Linked DNA regions of Danio rerio: region 1 is linked to region 2. A link is a contact called in public Hi-C data. All regions are on one chromosome and are shown on one strand. Each heading gives the region's core, a stretch centred on a gene start, on an enhancer-like site or on the middle of the called end of the contact. The rest is flanking DNA. Distances are from core to core; before and after follow the strand shown.

Evidence for each region. A called contact is a pair of places that touch in the nucleus more often than the background predicts.
Region 1: a Hi-C map of hematopoietic stem cells shows a contact between it and region 2, with 2.3 times the contacts expected there. The contact joins the promoter of dnajb11 here to the promoter of hspe1 in region 2. A contact is called at or near these places in 2 of 18 Hi-C or Micro-C datasets (caudal fin and hematopoietic stem cells).

Annotation. Positions count from the first base shown.
Region 1 is chr9:34,331,849-34,335,036 of GRCz12tu, reverse strand. dnajb11 (DnaJ heat shock protein family (Hsp40) member B11) reads left to right here and starts at 1,403. Exons shown (of 11, transcript NM_198821.1): 1 at 1,403-1,511; 2 at 1,992-2,148. The coding sequence starts at 1,438. It overlaps rabl3 (RAB, member of RAS oncogene family-like 3), which reads right to left and starts at 922. Exons shown (of 8, transcript NM_205733.1): 1 at 875-922; 2 at 465-556; 3 at 254-383. The coding sequence starts at 920.
Region 2 is chr9:33,978,991-33,982,439 of GRCz12tu, reverse strand. It overlaps hspe1 (heat shock 10 protein 1), which reads right to left and starts at 1,281. Exons shown (of 5, transcript NM_131526.2): 1 at 1,229-1,281; 2 at 660-842. The coding sequence starts at 662. hspd1 (heat shock 60 protein 1) reads left to right here and starts at 1,582. Exons shown (of 11, transcript NM_181330.3): 1 at 1,582-1,629.

The DNA.
Region 1 (3,188 bases), core at 154-2,653, 350 kb before region 2:
CGTTCCTATTGTATATTTAAGATGTTTTATTTTCGTTTTAATTTTTTTAGGACAACAGTATCTCCAGCAGAAAAGATCTCAAATGATGCCGTTTTAAATTGTAATCAAATCTGTGTTTTTGAAACTAATGAAGACAGCAGAAGTCCAAGATTCATTTGAATTATTTAGCCTGACAAGTTTACTGTAACAATATATTTTAAAAGTTTCTCGTAATAAAATATATTGTGTTCAAAGGGGAACACTAATACTTAACCATTAACTGAATTGTAAAACACAGCTCTGGTGCTTTTAACACTGCTGGCACTGCCAACAGATCCTCCAACATCCCAGAGTTCAATGTAGAAAGCCTTCTCTTCTGGAGTGCCTTCTCTGTAGTCATGAACCTGTCCAAAGAATCAAGACTCACTTTGTCATTTTCCATAGCTTTGTGAATTGAAATGAATCACTTTTAATTGACATTATACCCTGACGTCCACTGAGCAGCCCACAGTCCATGAGGGATTCCCCAAAACCTGATTCTGGCAAAGAAGGTGTACAAGAGAGGACTTCCCTACTCCTGTAAACAGACAAACAACACTGATCAGGACAGGATTATTGATGTTCATAATAATTTATTTTACGATTAAAAATACAATTAGATAAAGTTCCCCCTTTTTCACAAAATTAATGAATCTTGATAATAATAATTAAACAACGACTACTAATAAATAAAACGAATATAATATTTCAGTCTCAGCTATGATGTGGTAGCCAACACATAACGTTAGCTTGAGTGTAATATTACATGACGTTACAATATAAATGTGCATTGACATTATATTAAGTAGGTTAACACAAAACAAGGTCGATAGATTATTTTGATCATGTTTATTACCAGAATCTCCCAAAACCAGCACTTTCACCCTGTCCAAAGATGCCATTTCTATACGGAAGTGTAAACTTAACGTTACGTGCATGACAAAATAAAAGTTGCATATATACGTGAAAGAGTCACTGAGCTAAAATACTGAAGAGAATTCTACATAGATCTGTGGATATAGTACATAAAAGTTATTTAAATTAGACCATGTTTAACGTCAATTAAATGTATTTATATAAACTAAAGTTATATTTAAATCATATTAAATAATTGTTCTTGTGTGATTTGTTGTCGAATTTGAAATATTGCTTGCATTTAATGCCAACATGGCTTGGGCTACTAATATAATATAATATAATATAATATAATATAATATAATATAATATAATATAATATAATATAATATAATATAATATAATATAATTAATACAATATAACGATGTTTGCTTCGACTGACTTTTATAACACTTCCTTTCTGAACCTGGGCGGGGATTTGTGACAGAGCAGGAAGAGGCTTTTTGATAGACATCACAGAAAGCCGGTGTGTTTTACTGGACTTCTGAAGGAAACAAGGACCCATGGCTATTAGAGGAATGAAATTGTCGAGTGTCTGTTTTCTGCTTTTATATTTGATACTGACCGTATTTGCAGGGTAAGTGAATATCGTATGGTTTTCGCGTTAGGGTTTAGTTCATTACACTAACTCAGTACTCTGGCTGGTACACATGTTTCACTGTGATTGGTCTACGCCACTGTCCGTGCATCGTGCTAGTGAAGCTCACCAGAAACGACTTCACATTATGTCCTTTATTTCTTGTACTTCAATGCAGAGTTTTAACACCCTGGTTGTTGTTTTGTTTTGTTTAAAATTCGACGCTTATTGTTTAAAACGACTAATAATTGCTGTAATGAAGCTGCCAACTCCTCTGTGAATCTGCATGTTTATGTAACTGTCATATTTATTCCAGGAATATCTGAAGCTTCGTGTTGTTGATTGTATTGCTTTTTTTGGTCATGATGTTAAATGATTAGACACCAGTATCCACGGCTGTTTCTATTCATCAGTATCCTTAAATTAATGAATGGATTGGTGTGTGGTTCAACGTACTTCTGAATTCCTGTTTGTTTTCAGGAGGGATTTCTACAAAATTCTAGGGGTTAGTAGATCAGCATCAGTCAAAGACATTAAGAAAGCCTACAGAAAGTTGGCATTGCAGCTTCATCCAGACAGAAACCAAGATGACCCAAATGCCCAAGACAAATTTGCAGACCTTGGAGCTGCTTACGAGGTAAGCCATTTTATTCAGAGATCGTTTTAACAAGTCATTTTAACTGGAATCTGCTTTTGTTGTAATTGTTACGCTTCATGTGTTGAACAATGCTAATTTCTTCACTCGGTAATATAGGTGTTAAAATGGTCTATTGTGTAATGACGACTTGGTTAGTCTTGCGAACAGTATTCGTAGCTTTAATACAGATATCTAAATTGATGATGTTTTGCGTCCCTATTGTCATATATCATATTTCCAAATCAGAACAAAAGATCAGTACAATCCCCACTGAAATGAATATGACCAGCATGAGCGTTGTTGTTAGAAACGAATCCATGGAGCTCTCTGATTTGTTAGAAGAATTGTGTGGCCGCCTCTGATTGGTTGACACATCTGCTTTTTCTTATTCATTTCATGTGACGTGTAGCGTGTAATAATATACAATGTGTGCAAAATTAAATTGTTACACAATGTTTTTATTTTATTTTAAAAAATGTAGCTCAATTCAATATTATGTTAAGGTGAATTTATTATTTTATTTTCATAAATCAATCAAATATTATATTATGCAACAATTTCACAAAAAAATTGTAATATATATTCACGATTTAAAGTAAAATATTATGACTAATGTTAAATATTCTATAATATATATTCTAAATATTAAAGATTCTAAATATTATATAAGGCTGCACGATATTAGAAAAATTTAACACTGCATTATTTTGTTATGCTTTTGGCCATATATTGCGATATTTTATATATATATATATATATATATATATATATATATATATATATATATATATATATATATATATATATATATATATATATATATAAACACACACACACACACACACACACACACACACACACATATATATATATATATATATATATATATATATATATATATATATATATATATATATATATATATATATATATAAACACACACACACACACACACACACACATATATATATATATATATATATATATATATATATATATATATATATATATATATATATATATATATATATATATATATA
Region 2 (3,449 bases), core at 32-2,531:
AGCATTACCCTGCATTTAAAAATATATATCTGTCTCAATAAAATACAAAGTAGTTACAGCAGTGTCCATCATAATGCACATGCGTTCGCCTCTATTCAAAATGACCCGGAAGTTCATGTCTAGCTGAAACACTATTGGCTGTACTGATCTTTGAGCCTGAGTGTTTCCACAACGTGAATTATTAAGTTATTATAACGAAAATTAAGTCAATTTTACACAATGTGTGACGGATATACAAGAAAAACACTCTTAACACGTTAAGTATTTATAACACAAAATGTCAGGTGCATTTTTTTTATCGTGTAACATTAACACTATTAAAACCCCATTTACACATCTAACGTTAACGTTATACCAAAATGTTACGCTGGTGTATAAACCAGCTGTTAGCAAAATTATTCATTAAATACATCGGGTTAGCTCTGAACCTTATTGACATAAACCAACCTTTCACCCACACTTCACGTGCCCATATTAACTAACAACTTCAGCATCAAATCATTTTTACACATTGAATCTGGGCACGACTGCATTACTAACCGTGACCTTGCAGTCGCAGTTGATGGGGAGTTATAAAACATCACGCGAAACAATTCAACACAACATAGTAACATCTCATTCAGACGGAGTAGTTGGATTAATTATCTTACGCGTCTTACCATTTTAGCTGATCTTTAAGAAAACCGCGTCCGACAGAGCAGCAAGAGACCGTCACACTGGACCACTTCACTCCTGCGATCCACGTGAAGAAGAAATGTCTGGAAGGGCACTGCGCATGCGCCACAAGACAATCCCTACCGACCCCAGACCTGCAATCTAGAATATTCCTCGATCTCCCAAACCTTACATAAAGACATTTGACTCTTTTTTTGTTGTTTCGTAACAAAGGAGAAATTTTTATCTGATTGTTACAGCATTTATAACTTGCACAATATTTAAATGAATAATACATGTGCTGCTTCAGTACAAAATTTCACGTTATTCAAACACATTTAATATAGATGATTTTTATTTTTAAAAGATAAAATTGACAAATAACTCAACTCAAATGCATTTTTAAAAGCTATCTTGAGCTTTCTACATAATACTAATATTATTAATAATAAAGTATTGTAATTATATAATATAAATACACATATATTGACTTAATATGTAGATAATCTATAAGAAAAGGTTATAATATTAGACCTTTAACAAAAAAAACAACGAAATTTGCAAAACGCAATACCATTTCTGGTTGCACAATCTTGACCTCTGACGTCTATTTTTCTCCAATAGAATCTGCGAAATTTCTCGAACTTAAAGCCCCGGAACGAGCATAACACCGATTTAATAGATATTAATGATACATTTTGTTCACATTTTCTCCCACTGTCGTCAAAATACGTCAATTATTATTGAGACAAAAGTTGCTGAAAGCGTATGTTTTAAAAAAAGCATAACGCATACATAGAATGTGAGAGTATTGAGTTATGCAGATGTCAGGGCTGCGGGGGAGGTTACCCGGATGAAGAACACATGTGCGTCGAGTGGAACTGCAGCGGCTCTAAAGCGGCTCCTCTTATATCATTCAGCCTGCTCCGCTGACGGACACGCGCATCCCTTCATTCACCTCCAGATCACTCTGCAGTAAGTCACTCAGCATTATCCTCATCCATAAAAGCCTATAAACACAATATATTGCTTAATGCTCTTTAATGCCAAGCTGATATAAAGATAATTGAAATCAGTGAGCTCAAACAGGCAGGGACGTATCGTAGCATGTAAGTTAATCATGTAACACACTGTCACGTTGTTTCTCAGAGTTATAAAGTAGCATCGTGCATGTTTCTTGTCGAACGACTTGTCAATTAGTTAATTTTTTTTTAACATTTATCCTTGATGACAGATGCAGCCATTAGAATAGCCGGCTTTATAGTAAGCAGGGTGTTTTGCATATTATAACGTTATGCACTTATGCTGACAACTGTAATGCATGTGTTTAATTTAGCTGTTGCTTTATAAGCAATTTAAGACAGTATAATAGTGGTTATAGGTGTTCAGTTGACTATTGCAAGTTATGCTATATTGAGGCCTACGAATATTAAATATTTTTATGTTTGGAATATTTAAGCGGTGTAAAATCTACTATGGTTGATTTTGATTAAACAAAAGGAATATCCAGGGAACTTTATAACGTGAACTCATGGAGATGAAAGGCATCATTTCCGTCTGTGTCGTGACGCGGAGTGATTTTGACCTTGTGACGCCCTGAACACACGTGGGGTAGTAGAGGGACTCACTACAGGCTTTACAAGACACGATTGTTTAAACATTAGTATTTACATTAAATACAAAATAACATTACACTGAAAATGTTAGTCTAATGTTATATTAAACATTTTTTTAAATGCATGGTACTCTGATTTTACGAAACATTGTTGTAAGTGTCCATGTGATCCATGAAGTGATGATATCGTATATTCCAGAACATGTTTTAAGGGGAGGTGCTGACATTTTGGACACCAAATAAGAGGAGAATTAGCTTAAAAAATGAATGAATGGCCAGTGTAAAGCATTGGAGGGGGCGGCGAGTGCAAAGACAAATTTTTGGCATCCGTATCATGTGACCTCGACACAAGGCTTTTTTTCCCTTGCTGGTTAGGGATTGTTCAGATATTATCCTTGTTCAGATATTTTTTTCTGTGTGTGACTGCCATGCATTAAATGTACTCTATGCCTAACCGAACACCGAAATTGTAATGAAAAATCACACTAGGATCTTTTAAGAAACTGATTCTTCGATTTGTTGGCTACTATCAGCCAATCAGTAAAGGATTTCTGCCTGCTTCAACCAATGTTTGTCAGTTTTGGGCGGGGCCACGTCATTGATTAAATCAGAGGTTCTCAAACTGGGGAAAGGGGTCATTCATGCAGATTTTATTGTAAAATATTAGCCAAACAAAATAATAAATTAACTAATAATAATAATAATAATAAAAATTTAATTAATAAATTACAAATTATTACTATAAGCATTTTTTAAAAGAAAATGTATACCATCTAATTATTAAATGAAGATGAACATTTGTGAGATTCAAATAAGTAATTTAAAAAACAAATATAATAAATAACATTTAGATAATTGCAAGTTCTAACTAATAACATTTGAATGTGTAAATATCATAATTAAATTATTATAGTAATTGTAATAGTATATTATTAGTAGGAGGAACAAAATAATATTGTAGCCTAATACTAAATAGAAAATAAATGTGTATATATTATAATGTGCGTTTTTTTTTTTCTTTTTTTAAATGGACCAAAAAGTTTTTATGAGTATGTGTATTATAATATTTTTATCATTCAAAATCGCCTATAGTGTTGATGAAGCCAAGTAGAGCTGTGAGATTAATCAAACTCGTATCCCAATTTAAAACGTTGTGATTAGTTATTCGCAAGAGGCTGCA